Linked DNA regions of Mus musculus: region 1 is linked to region 2. A link is a contact called in public Hi-C data. All regions are on one chromosome and are shown on one strand. The core of a region is the stretch at or near the end of the contact, and the rest is flanking DNA. Distances in the headings are between cores, read along the strand shown.

Region 1 (6,635 bases), core at 3,549-6,048, 310 kb after region 2:
GGAGATCAGGCAGGCATACCACCATGAGTTTGAGAAGGCCTTGCTTATATAGCTAGCTCCAGGCCAGCCAGTGCTAGATGATGAGACCCTGTCTGAAAAACACACAGGAAAAATCAAAGGGGGGCAGGATTTTCCAGTATCTTACTGGTGTAACTTCCAGTTTAAATACCCAAAAAGGAATTTTCTGAGTAGTTTCAGAAGCTTTGTTAAGTTTTTATATTCTTGAGGAAAAAAATACATGTTTTGACATTATAAGGTGACTTATTCTATATATCTATTAAACCAATTTTTATCATGATATTTCTCAAGTTCTCTATATTCTTACTGGTTTGAGTTTTTAGGATCTATCAGACACTAAAGTGATTATTGAAATTTCTTGTTGTGGTGATGAATTTCACCTTTCAGATCTTCAGTCCTTGCTTACATACTTTTCTGGTGTGTGTGCTGATGTGTGTGTATCATGTTATTAGACAGACACAATTTCCTGTGAATCAGCTCTTCCTTCATTAAAACGTGCTGTCCTCATGTTCGATAATAATGCCTTATAATTTGTGGAGCTGTAATAGTACTTGAGGTTACTTATGTCCATTTTGCTGTTCCTTTCAACATCCCTAGACTTCTTTAATCTGGGTGCCTTTCTTCTGCATATGTGAGGAGTATTAAATTGAAGGTTGTGTCATATTATCTCTATATCTAAAGCCTACATGGTCTGTTTTGGTTCTCTGTGGGGTTTTCCATGTCACTCCTATGATCTTGTTTCCTTGTGTGTCTAGTTATTTCTCCTTTTTGTTATTAAGCAACAGTTGCTACATTTGAGTGTTTGTTGATAGGATAGATTTGAAATCTAGGATGATGCTATCTTCCTCCAGGAATATTCACATTTATCTCTGCCCTCAAGCCATAAACATTTCAATCCAATTTGAAGATAATTCAAAACTGACTTTAGCCTTTGTGGCATCTATTTCTAGTTCACCTGTATACTCAGCATTTATACACTCTGAGGCACCTTCCAATTTCTGTCTTCCCACCAACCTCTCAGCCACATTCTCTAGATGTCAAATACTTCTAACAGAAAAGGAGATGCAGATACTCACCTCTGGCCTGATAACTGGTGGTTGTTGTTGTTGTTATTGTTGCTTTGTTTTGTTTTGTTTTTGCAACCTTGCTCATTCTCCTAAGTCTTACATAAATAATATTTTATTTTTATATCAACTTTCCTTGTCCCCAGCAAGATACAGCAAAGACGATATTGTCATCAACTGTAAGATGGGTCTAAAAGATTGCTTCATAGTTTCTGCTTTTTAGTATTGATAATCATTACATGTTTCTCTTACTTTTTTGTGGTTATGAAAGTACCACATTCCTACATTTAAACATTAGAAAATACAAGGTCAAATGTCACATTGCTTTGTTGACGGGAAGTTAGCAAGAGAAGACCCCATATGTGTTTGTACACTTCTCACTTTTTGGATCCTCTCTTGGTTAAATATGCAAATGGAAACCCCACAGATGAAGGGTTGACTGCCCTTGAATGCTTTGGTTATTTCCGCAAGATAAATTCCTAGACACATAATTTTATGAAGAAGTAGTGTAGCTGATATGTGTACAAGGCTTGACACTTGATCCCCAAGACCAAAAACGACACATTCCCTGAACCAGAATTGCTGGACAGAACATAGAGAACATTCCATATATGGCCAAGTTGTTCTCCAGAGAGTATTTCCAATGCATGTTTCTACTGGTGGAAGGGATGCTGTTTACTGACAAACACCAGAGCTTCTGTGAGCACTTAATCTCAAACCAAAATAGATAAGATTCATCATTAAAATGTTTTTAAAGCATAGAATTTTCAAGTGGAGTTTTGTGCACTGGCTTGTGCAATGATTATAGCTTCGATTCCTGCCCCCAACCTTTTGGATGTGAAAGATGAGGAAGCATGATCTTGAAGACTTTAGGGTCCTAGAACAAGCAATTAGAGAATATACTCACATAAAACTTGGTTTCTTGAACAATGCCAGAGGTGAGCACTGACTTCCAACCCTCTGGTGAACAAAGCAAGAATTCTCTTAGATAAGGTATCTCTTAGATATTCTCTCAAGTAAAAAGCAGACACTATGAACAAGTTTAAAACTTTCTGCATTCCAGATGGTTCCATAATTACTGTAATAATGAAGTCTAAGACAGTCAATCTTTCATTCTAATCCCATTAAATTCATAGTATAGTCCAAACCCTGCAACAAAGCCTTGCAAGATTAGCCCTATGTCTGTCTTTTCTACCTAGGCTCTCTCCTTTGTTCCTTATATTGATGGTCACCTGATTTCTTCCTTACTCCCAGGTAGCTACGTTTTCCTATTTCCCATATTCCATGGACCCACGGTGTACCAGCTCTGACTTGTCCTTCAAAATGCAGCTCAGGTGTCACCTCTGCCATGAAATTGCCCCACCATGTAAATAACATGTTTCTACTTCATAATATGCTACGTATCATGGCCGCCATCGTGCCACTGCATAGTTATACTCCTCTGCCTGTCACTAGCTATATCAGAAACTGCTGATGTCAAGGATTATGTCACATTTCCCTTTATTCCTTGAGTGCTACACCAGAAAATAACAGCTATCAAAGAAATGCTTCCTAAATTAAGTCTTTTCCCTACAGACATTTTTCTGGTTGAGCCAAACATCTCAGATTCTTCCTTGTATTACTGAGAGTGCAACCTAGTAGTCTTATTCCCATTTTAAAATAAAAAAAGTTAGATGAGAAACAGCTGCATAACATCCCAGAAGGACGGAACTAGGAGGGACATGTGTGACAAGCCAGGGCTTTTGTGTTTTGGGTAAAGAAGCTGAATTTCATGGCCATCGAGTGTCTTATCCAAGGTCACTCTGCAAAGTCATAGTGGAAAAAGAATAAGCGTGCTGAGCTCCTGACCTCAAAGCTGAAATTCCTCCCTCTAAATTAAGGACTTAATGTAGGAGCAACTGTGGAGGAGATGGGCACATAACTCACAGAAGGGAGTCTCCAAGGGTGGCTGCATGCTGAGGAGACAGCTGGCATCCCTCATCTTATCTGCTCAAAACGACAAAAAGAGAAAATCTATAATATCAACATAAAGAGAGAAAAGACAACACTGTGTGTGTCTTGTACGGAGCATTGTGTTCTGGGTGTGTTATTGTATGTGCTTTTTTAATATACCATAAGCTAATTTTATTCTTTGTCAAATGGAGAGATAAAAACACTAAGGTATATCTATCTTTTAAACTATGTTTTAGGAAAATGAAAATCTAGTTCTATGGGTGTGCTCTTCTTGGTTGTTTACTAATGGACAACCACTTTGTATAAACCACAGATTATTTTCCATGGGGAAGTATCATGGAAATAGATGAGAAATTAAATTCAACAAAGATATTTACCTGCCAAGTTGCATTAATAATTCAATTATTACATACGAATTTTATTTCTAAATACTATTAGAAAATAAAATGGGAATGTTGAAATGCTCAGGTCCTATTGTAAATAATGGGACCGTTAAAAATAATGGTAAACAGTGTGGATTCTGTGGTTTGTGGTGTCTTCAGATCAGTGACTTTGAGGAAATAATTTACTAGTCCTTATCTGGGTTCCCTCATCGAAGAAGGACAGTAGTCAGGGTACATTTGTGATAGTTGTGTCGAGGATTAGATGAGATACCTGCAAAGTGTTTTTAAAGGTGTCAGTCACATGGTAAGGCTGTAATGTTTAATGTAAATGTAATGTAACGGTAAAGTTATCATTGAAGTGGCCCCTTGAATAAGTACACATTGGCAATAATCCACAGATCTACTGGGGGTGGGAATTAACCAATCACGCACCAAAATGCAGGCCTTCCACTCTGGGAATCATTTTGGAGAATATAACATATCCCCAATGGCTTCTCTAATCTTATGCCACATGAGACCTGCAAAGGAAAACGGACGAATCACAGGCATCAAATGTTATAATCATCTACAACTTCTGGGTTTCCACATAGCAGTTCTTCCAAAACATAATTAAGGGTTTGAAAGTCAAATGATATAAGTGCTAGTTTTAATTACCGCTTGGTGAACTTTAGTGTGTTAGAATTGTCACAACTTTCCTTAAGGATTACTCTGAAGCCAGGCAATACAGTGGGAAATTATTAACTCCTACTTTGGTACAGCAATTATCTGCATTACAAGGTTTATGCAATTAGCTGTTTAAGATGTCATTATATTTTGCCATCTGGTACACAGGAGTTTATGCATATGAACAGGCACGTGTTGAAGTGATTTTCACTATATGACTTGTTCTCAACCCAAGCCATCTCTCTAATGAGGGAAGTTACGGTGCATCGTGCATTAGTGGCAGGTGCACACCATCAAGCTTCATTTTCATCGAAAACCTTCATTTTTTCCATTCTAAAGTATTCTGCACAAGTGCTGGGAAATTAATTAGTCGCTCTCGGTTCAACGCCTGCAGGCATGTTCCTTAGCAGTTAGAGGGGGCGAGGCTTCAGTCAGGGACCTCTCCTCCTTTCTCACCCTGACAGCTCTGCAAGGAACCCTCAGGTAGTGAAAAGACCCGGTATGAGCTCCTGTAGTTGATCTTGCAAAGTGGGAACAGGGGACCTGGCCTCGGGGTGCCCTACACCCCGCTTTACGCGCCCAAGGCGGAAAAACAAAAAGGATGCTCCCAGAGGGGTCCCGCAGATTATCGGATCGCGCCCATCAGGTTACAGAGAACTGGATCCCTAGCCCGACTCTACTTCTGCGCCCCCTTCGAGGATCCCGGGCTGAAGCACATTAAAGCGGCGCCCTCTGGTGTCCGCTTGAGGCCGCCGGGTCACAAGAGAGGCTCTGGGATGAAAGTTGTCACCCGATCGGATCACCAAACCGAGGCCCTGAAACTCTTAAAATGAACCTTTCCAACGCGCGCGCTGAGTGCGCCACCCCGCTGTACAGAAAGTCTGGGGCACGGGTGACTCCTCCCGGGCCCTCCTTACTGGACCAGGGTCCCAAGCCCCCCGTAAGATGCCCTGCAAAATCGGCAGGCTGCAGATGAAAGCGGGTGCGAGTCTGAGTGGACATACCACCTTCCCCGCAAAGGGCACAAGGAGAGGTGAGGGGATGTAGAGCGACGCCCAGCTCCCCAGGCTAGAACCACGTTTATAGGTTAGTACTCTTGAAAAGCTCACTGGCCAAATCACCCCAGAAAGGCTAACAGACTCAAAGACCGGCACCTAGCCTAGGATACTCCCCCGGCACCTCCCCCCACGTGCTGCCATAGTAATATGCCACTGACTAACCAGCTGGAGCTTCCTCTGCACGGTGGACATTGTCACTCTTGGGAAGCATAGCACTGGAGTTCCCAGGAAATTGTCTTCCTCGGAACCTGCCCAACCCAACCCCCCCCCCCCCCCACACACACACACACACACACACACTTGGCACCATAGCTGTCTCCTCAGTTTTACCCTCAGCCCCAGATAGGAATGTTTCCACTATCTCAGTCTGGATGCCAGTCCAAGAGCTTAGTTCATTCCAAAAGGTCAACAGGTTCATGGCAAGCAGTTGGATTTATGGAGTTGATAAAATCACACTTGAGACTTTTCTTTGGACAATCTTGCTGTCCCCCCAGTCTTTCACCTTTTATGTTTGGAGCAGCATCTGACTGAAAAGGGACCAAGAAAAGAAACCTGGACTCTTCTGCTCATTTTCTGCACTAGCTTTACCTCGGGGAGAGGGTTGAGGAGGGTGAGTCTGGATGCCTTACAGGCAACCGGCATTTTTTTTTTTTTTTTTTTTTTGAAGAAGAAGAAGAAGAAGAAGAAGAAGAAGAAGAAGAAGAAGAAGAAGAAGAAGAAGAAGAAGAAGAAGAAGAAGAAGAAGAAACAGCAAGCTTATGTATTGCACTGAACCAGACCCCATTATTACAGTAAAGAATAGAAAAAAAAAAAAAAAACACAAGCTAAGAGGTAAGCTCAAAACTAGGGATGAAATGAATATGGTATCCAAATAGATGGATACAAATAAGATGAGACCAAGGAAGTAGCTGTTATCTCAGAAGGTCTCTGTGTGGACAAGACTTGCAATACAAATGAAGTTTGAGGTGCCAAGAAAAAGAAGCCTCTGTGGGAAGAAGGTTGTATAAAGAAAAATCAAGCCCAGACTGAGAAGGCTGGGGGAGGGGCTGAAAAAACCATTAGATAAAGTGGGATGAATAGTTTGGAGCTAGTCTGGTCTGTCTAAATTCTGTGTATGCCTCTTATGAGTTCCAACAAGCAATGAACTTGACCACTAGTGCTTTTAGAATTATTATAACCATCATTTTTTATTTAGATGATTTCAAAGTTGTTGCCAAGATCCCTAGACTTCTTGGGTGCAGAGGTCTAGGCTCCTCAAGTAAACTCTTGAGTGAGGCCCATCTTGTGTTCATGCCATCAGCTCTGCTGTGTCAAACACTCAGGAGTCCCTCTATGCCCACATTTATGTAGCGTTTAAATGATGTGAAAATACCGAGGTTTCTAGTACAAGCATATAGCAACTGCCTTTCTCAGCAACTGTCCCATGAAATTGGTCCTTCTAAAACCAGTAATGTGTGACACTGTTTATTGGGCTCTCAGCAATGACTTTGCAGATG
Region 2 (5,845 bases), core at 29-2,528:
CAATAAAATCTCAACTAAACATCAAATGCTAACAAAACAACACCCCAGACCCAGGGATAGGTTACATCTTTTTGAGTTATTGAGCATAAGGGATCTAACAGACATCCCACCACCCAGGGATTACTGACTATAGCCAATGCTATACATCCCAGTCTCCTAGAACTTGATGGAAATCGTCTTTTGCTTCTTAATAATATGGCTTGTGTTTTATCAAAACCCATAAAGCCTATACATCCCTAAATGTTCACTCCTAAGGAATGGTCTCTTGGGAAATGATCAAAGACAACTGCAAAGACCTCCTATGAACACATTCAGTGCACATTTCTTTATGGATAGAAAACCAAGGAAGGGAAAGAGGAAAGAAACAAGTTGGGAAAGAAATGGAAAATAAAGAAACAGGAAAGGAACTTTCCAACAGCAAGACACTGAATACCAGAAAAATATAAAAATATAATTAGTACAAGGCCTACTACAGGGTTCTATTTTAATAACTTATAAAACACTATGAGAAGTGGTCTGGTGGTGTTTCTCAGTTCTTAGAATTCTTGTCTAATGTGCAAAGCCCTGTACATTATCAGTGCTATGTAAAATCAGATGTTATGATGTATACCTGGACTATAGGAATTCAGGAAGGAGAAGTAGGAAGATTAGAACTTTACAGTCATTCTTTGTTACATAACTATTTCAAGGCCAACCTCCGTTACATGAGACAATAATGGTAAAACCTGAGAACAAATGATGGATGGACAGTCCCTAAACTTCTGTATTATGTCTTTACTGTTATTTTTAAGTAGTCTTGCCATAGAGTTCAGGTTGGCCTTGAAGTTACTGTGTAAGCTGAGCTTGAAATAGCAATACTCCTGAGACAGCTCCCCACTCTCAATGTAGCATGGATTATAGACATATGCCATCATACCTGGGCCTCTGCATTCGTTTTTATAACTTCATGTGAACCTAAAACCATCTCAAGAAGTTCAATGAAAAGTAAATAAAAGCAAATACTCAGCAAATAACAGCATTAGGATTCATACCTAATGCTGTTAGCTCTGTCTGAACTTTCTCAGCAGTAGCAGTGCTAAACTGGTCTCAAGATGTTGTTGTTTGGCCTTTCTTCCTTGACCTTGTCCTCTCAGGCTCCTGGGGGACTTGACCTGACTGTAACTTTGCAAAGTGCAGCCTGCTGTCCTGTGTTGCAAAATTGTCGGAACCACTCCTGACGACCATTTGCTAGGACTGCCAAGACCAGCAAGGGGCAGCCTGCTGGTTTTCTTGCCAAGGAGGAGCAAAGGAAAGAAGGTAAGAGTCAATGGGCATTTTGCCTACTGAGGACTCTGGGAATGGATGCTCCATAGATATGCAAATTGAATTCTGTGTAATTTGTGCTTTTCAATAACCTCAGCATGTGTTGGATATGTACAAAAAGAATTATAAAATAAAATTGCAGACAAAGGGGAAAGTCAGAACGCAGAAAGGAAAAGAATTGGTTTATTCCACAAGCCAAACAACAGGTCATCATAAATTCGCCAGCCATTAGCTCTTCAGTTGCTTGGAACAAAGAGATTGAAATGAAATGGTCGGGGGTTGGAGGGCAGAATCACAGTTAACTGTGAGTAGCTGGCCTGCTTCCACTTGGCCAACCAGACAGCTCAGAAAATTGGCCAGGGAACTGCCTTGTGACATGTGCCATCTCACTGGGACAGCCCTCATCAGTTTGCAAACTAGCCACAGCTCTTCCATATGTCCAGGGAGCCACTGGGAAATGTTCTCTCAAGTAAATCATGGGGTTAAAAAAGTCCAACTGGGGTTTAGGATAATAGATCAGTGGTAGTGCATTTGACTCACATATGCCAGCCCTGGGTTTGATCTCCAGTGCAACTGAAAATATTAAAAAAAACAAACCTACAATGTTTTAAGTGGCTACCAGCTGATCTATAGTTACAAGTCCCATCCCTCTAAAACTGTAAGATGAACAAGGTACAAAATAGAAGTCTGAAGGTAAAACCAAATAGGTGAGGGCATGAGAAAGAAACTGAAAGAGAAGATAGTGATGGAAACAATAGTAATCATTGCTGCTAATGCCCTGCTATGGTTGGTCTGTCACTCCCACCTGCAGCCCATCATCAGTTTTCCTTCAAATCCAAAAGCAGCTGTCTACTCAGGAGCAGAGTCCCAGTGGCCCTCCCACACATTCTTAAGTACTGTGAAGATGGCTGTGAAACGGTCTCCTAGTCAGACAATGTCTCTCTCCATCACCACACTCACTTGCATATCCATTTTGAGTTGTCTTTTATTTTGCCCATTCCAATAGAATCTGAACTCTTTGACAACAGTGTCTAGAGTTCAGTGATGGATTCCAAATGCCAACCATTGGGCCTGGTTCATGTGAGCTACTATAGTAATGTTTGCAAATGACTGAGTGAGTTTTGGATGGACAGAAGGTTAGATGAAAGCTAGGCATGTTACTTTCCATACTTGCTACATGAGTTAGTGCTTATTAATTCCATTTTGCAAATGAAGAAAGTAATGTTCAAAGAAAAAAAAACTAATCATCTGGTGTCTTACCTTGTGAATGACCATCTTTTAAAGGTGACATTCAGCCTCAGAAGCAGGACATAATAAAGACTGGGAGAGGTTTGAGCAGCAAATGAATGGATAATAAAAGAAAACAGAAGGAAGAAAGACTGGGGAGAAACCAGGGCTGAGCTAAAGCAGTTGTGCCTGGGAAGAACAAGGCTTTAGCTTTATTTGAAAAATAAGTAACAAAGTCTAAGTTGAACATAAGCCAGAAATCCATGATGTCATATTAGCACAGAATCAAGAGTTTAAGATGGGCTCCCCAATCCTATTTGGCTCTAACAGCAGGTGTAGACTGGAATTGGAGATTTGCAAACTGGCCAAGGTCATCCTGATACTTCGAATGCAAAGGAAGCTCAACAGAGATTTGATAAATAAGCAGACAAGCTCAGAGATTTTGCTGTCTGCATCAGAAAAAGGAAAGGGGACAGTTTTGCTTAAATGAAGTAAAATAATCTCCCTCTTAAAGACAGAAGTCTCATGGACCCTGCCTGCCATAATTCTCAGAGTAATATGATTTTTGACAAATTCATTAAGCAATAAGACATGGCAGACTGTAAATTGCTCTACTGCTAATTTATGTCCACCCTATTGTTAGGCATCTGGCCAAAACTCTGTCTTATCTGAGAGCAAAGATATAAATGGCCATTGTGTTGCCACAGTCTGGAATACTTGTGAGGATCAGAGAGTGATCAAATTGTAGAGTTCCTCCACTCAGAGAACAAGAATTCAATCCTTCACACTGACATTAATTTTACCAAGTGCCCACTTCAAAACAGTTGCTATTCTTAAATTACATTTACAGAAGTTTAGGAACACACATGTCACACACTCTCACATAATCCTTATGTTCGAAGTTAGTACTCATTTTGAACAAGCACAGAAGAAGGGGTAACTTTTTCTAGCCAGGTTTAAAGGGAGAGTTCCAGAGACGCTTCTGGAAAAGAAAGGACATTTAACTTACTATGAAGACACATACAGATATTGCTCAATGAAGACCTATTAGCAAGTACTGCAAGAAGACCCAAGGATGTGGGGAGCTATCTTGTGTTCATAGCATTTAAGCAAACTGTAAGTCTGAAGTAGGTTACAAGACAAGAGATGATGCCCTAGGATCCAGTGGATATGGGTTCCACCTATTCATCTCCATTGATATTGCTGGTTCATTAATCACTACAACACAGGAATAGTGGGAGCTTGTCAATTAGGAGGATATACACCTTTAAAAGGCATGCTATTCTCATTTAGACAAAAAATATTTTTAAATGGTCAATATGTATTGATGGCCATGGTCCAAGTCTTAGAAGTTGTCAGCAGCACTAGTTAAATTGTAGCTTCTCAGAAGCTGTCATTAATAGGAAAAGTGTGCAAGCCAATTGTTCTATAAACACCTTTGGTGAAATCCCCTCCATATGTGTACACACACCCAGGGAGCAGGATCTCTCCCCTCTTAGGTTACCAAAAGGCAGAGAAGAAAACTGAAAAGTGAAGAAAAACAAGTAATACATGGAAAAAAAAATCCCAACTAACCTGAGCAGTATAATCATGAATCTGACATTCCACAGGACTTTAAGTATCCTCACTTGGACCTTCCTTATTTAACTTCTTAGGGTCTCCGGGGTGTATCATGAGTATTCTGTACTTTTTGGCTAATTTCCACTTCTCAGTGAATACATATCATGTAAGTCTTTTGGGGTCTGGGTTACCTCATTCAAGATATTTTCTAGTTCCATCCATTTGCTTGTGAAATTCACTATGTCCTTGTTTTAACTAGTATTTTTTATGTAAATGTGCCACATTTTCTGTATCCATTCTTCAATTGAGGGACATCTGGGGTTGCTTTCTGTTTCTGACTATTATAAATAAGTCTGCTATGAACAAGTGCAGCATGGGTCCTTGTGATATGGTGGAGGATCTTTTGGGTATATGTCGAGGAGTGGTATAGCTGGGTCTTCAGGTAAGACTATTTCCAATTTTCTGAGGAACTATGAGGTTGATTTCCAGAGGGGTTGCAATCCCACTAGCAATGGACAAATGTTCTCCTTTCTTCACATCTTTGCCAGCATGTGCTGTCACTTGAGTTTTTGATCTTAGCCATTCTGATTGGTGTAAGGTGGGATCTCAGGGTTGTTTTGATTTGCATTTCCCTGATGACTAAGGATATTGAACATTTCTTTACATGTTTCTCAGCCATTCGAGATTCCTCTGTTGAGAATTCTCTGTTAAGCTCTGTACCCCCATTTTAATCAATTATTTTATGTATTTATATTTTAGTCTTTGCCCCATCCCACCCCTCCACAGTTCCTCACCCAATTCTCCCTCCCCTTTGCCTCCCAGAGGGTGTTCTGTAACCCTCATATCCTCCTTCCCTGTGGCCTCAAGTCTCTGTGGATTAGGTTCATCTTCTCCCACTGAGGCCAGACCAGGAAGTAACCTACTATATATGTGCTAGGGTCCTCAGACTAGCCAATGTAGGCTGCCTGGTTGGTAGCTCTTTCTCTGAGATCTCCTGGAGGTCCAGGTTAGTTGAGGATGCAGGTCTTCCAATGGAGTTGCCCTCCCTTTCAGAGAACTCCTAAAGCTGATAAACAATTTCAGAAAAGTGGTGGAAGATAAAATTAACTCAAACAAAACACTATCCTCCCTTTATACAAGTGATAAACAGGCTGAGAAAGAAATTATAGAAACAAAACCCTTCAAATAGTCACAAATAATATAAAACTATCTTGGTGTAAGTCTTACCAAGCAAGTGAAAGATCTGTATGACAAGAATCTCCAATTCCTGAAGAAAAAAATCGAAGACCTCACAAGATGGAAAGAACTCCCATACGCATGGATTCGTAGGACTAACATAGTGAAAATAGCCAACTTACCGAAAGCAATCTACAGATTTAATACAGTCCCCATAAAATTTCTAAAACAATTCTTCATAGACATAGAAAGAGCAGTTTTCAACTTTATATGGAAAAAAAAAAAGAGCCAGAACAATTCTCAACAACAAAAGATCTTCCAGATGAATCACCATCTCTGTACCCCATTCTTTAATTGGGATATCTGGATTTATTTTGGAGTCCAAATTCCTGAGTTCTTTATATATTTTGGATATTAGCCCTCTATCAGATATTGGGTTAGTGAAGATCTTTTCATAATCTGTAGGCTACCATTTGGTCCTATTGACAGTGTCCTTTGCTTTACAGAAGTTTTTCTGTTTCAAGGAAACTGTCCTATAAGACAATGCTTTGTTGAAGCAGACATTTGAGAGCATTTGAGA

The links. A called contact is a pair of places that touch in the nucleus more often than the background predicts.
Region 1: a Hi-C map of cerebellum shows a contact between it and region 2, with 3 times the contacts expected there. The contact joins two enhancer-like sites. A contact is called at or near these places in 2 of 484 Hi-C or Micro-C datasets (cerebellar granule neurons and cerebellum).

What each region holds. Positions count from the first base shown.
Region 1 is chr4:97,741,178-97,747,812 of GRCm38.p6, forward strand. It overlaps a transcript of Nfia not described here. Among named protein-coding and RNA genes, the nearest start is that of Gm38709, 33 kb to the right of the region's middle. Within about 2 kb of position 4,799, at least 43 of the 459 cell types and tissues checked have an H3K27ac peak or open chromatin away from gene starts, as enhancers often do. A contact at or near this core is called in cerebellum, where this site is marked.
Region 2 is chr4:97,438,218-97,444,062 of GRCm38.p6, forward strand. No RefSeq gene overlaps it. Among named protein-coding and RNA genes, the nearest start is that of Gm40207, 25 kb to the left of the region's middle. Within about 2 kb of position 1,279, at least 13 of the 459 cell types and tissues checked have an H3K27ac peak or open chromatin away from gene starts, as enhancers often do. A contact at or near this core is called in cerebellum, where this site is marked.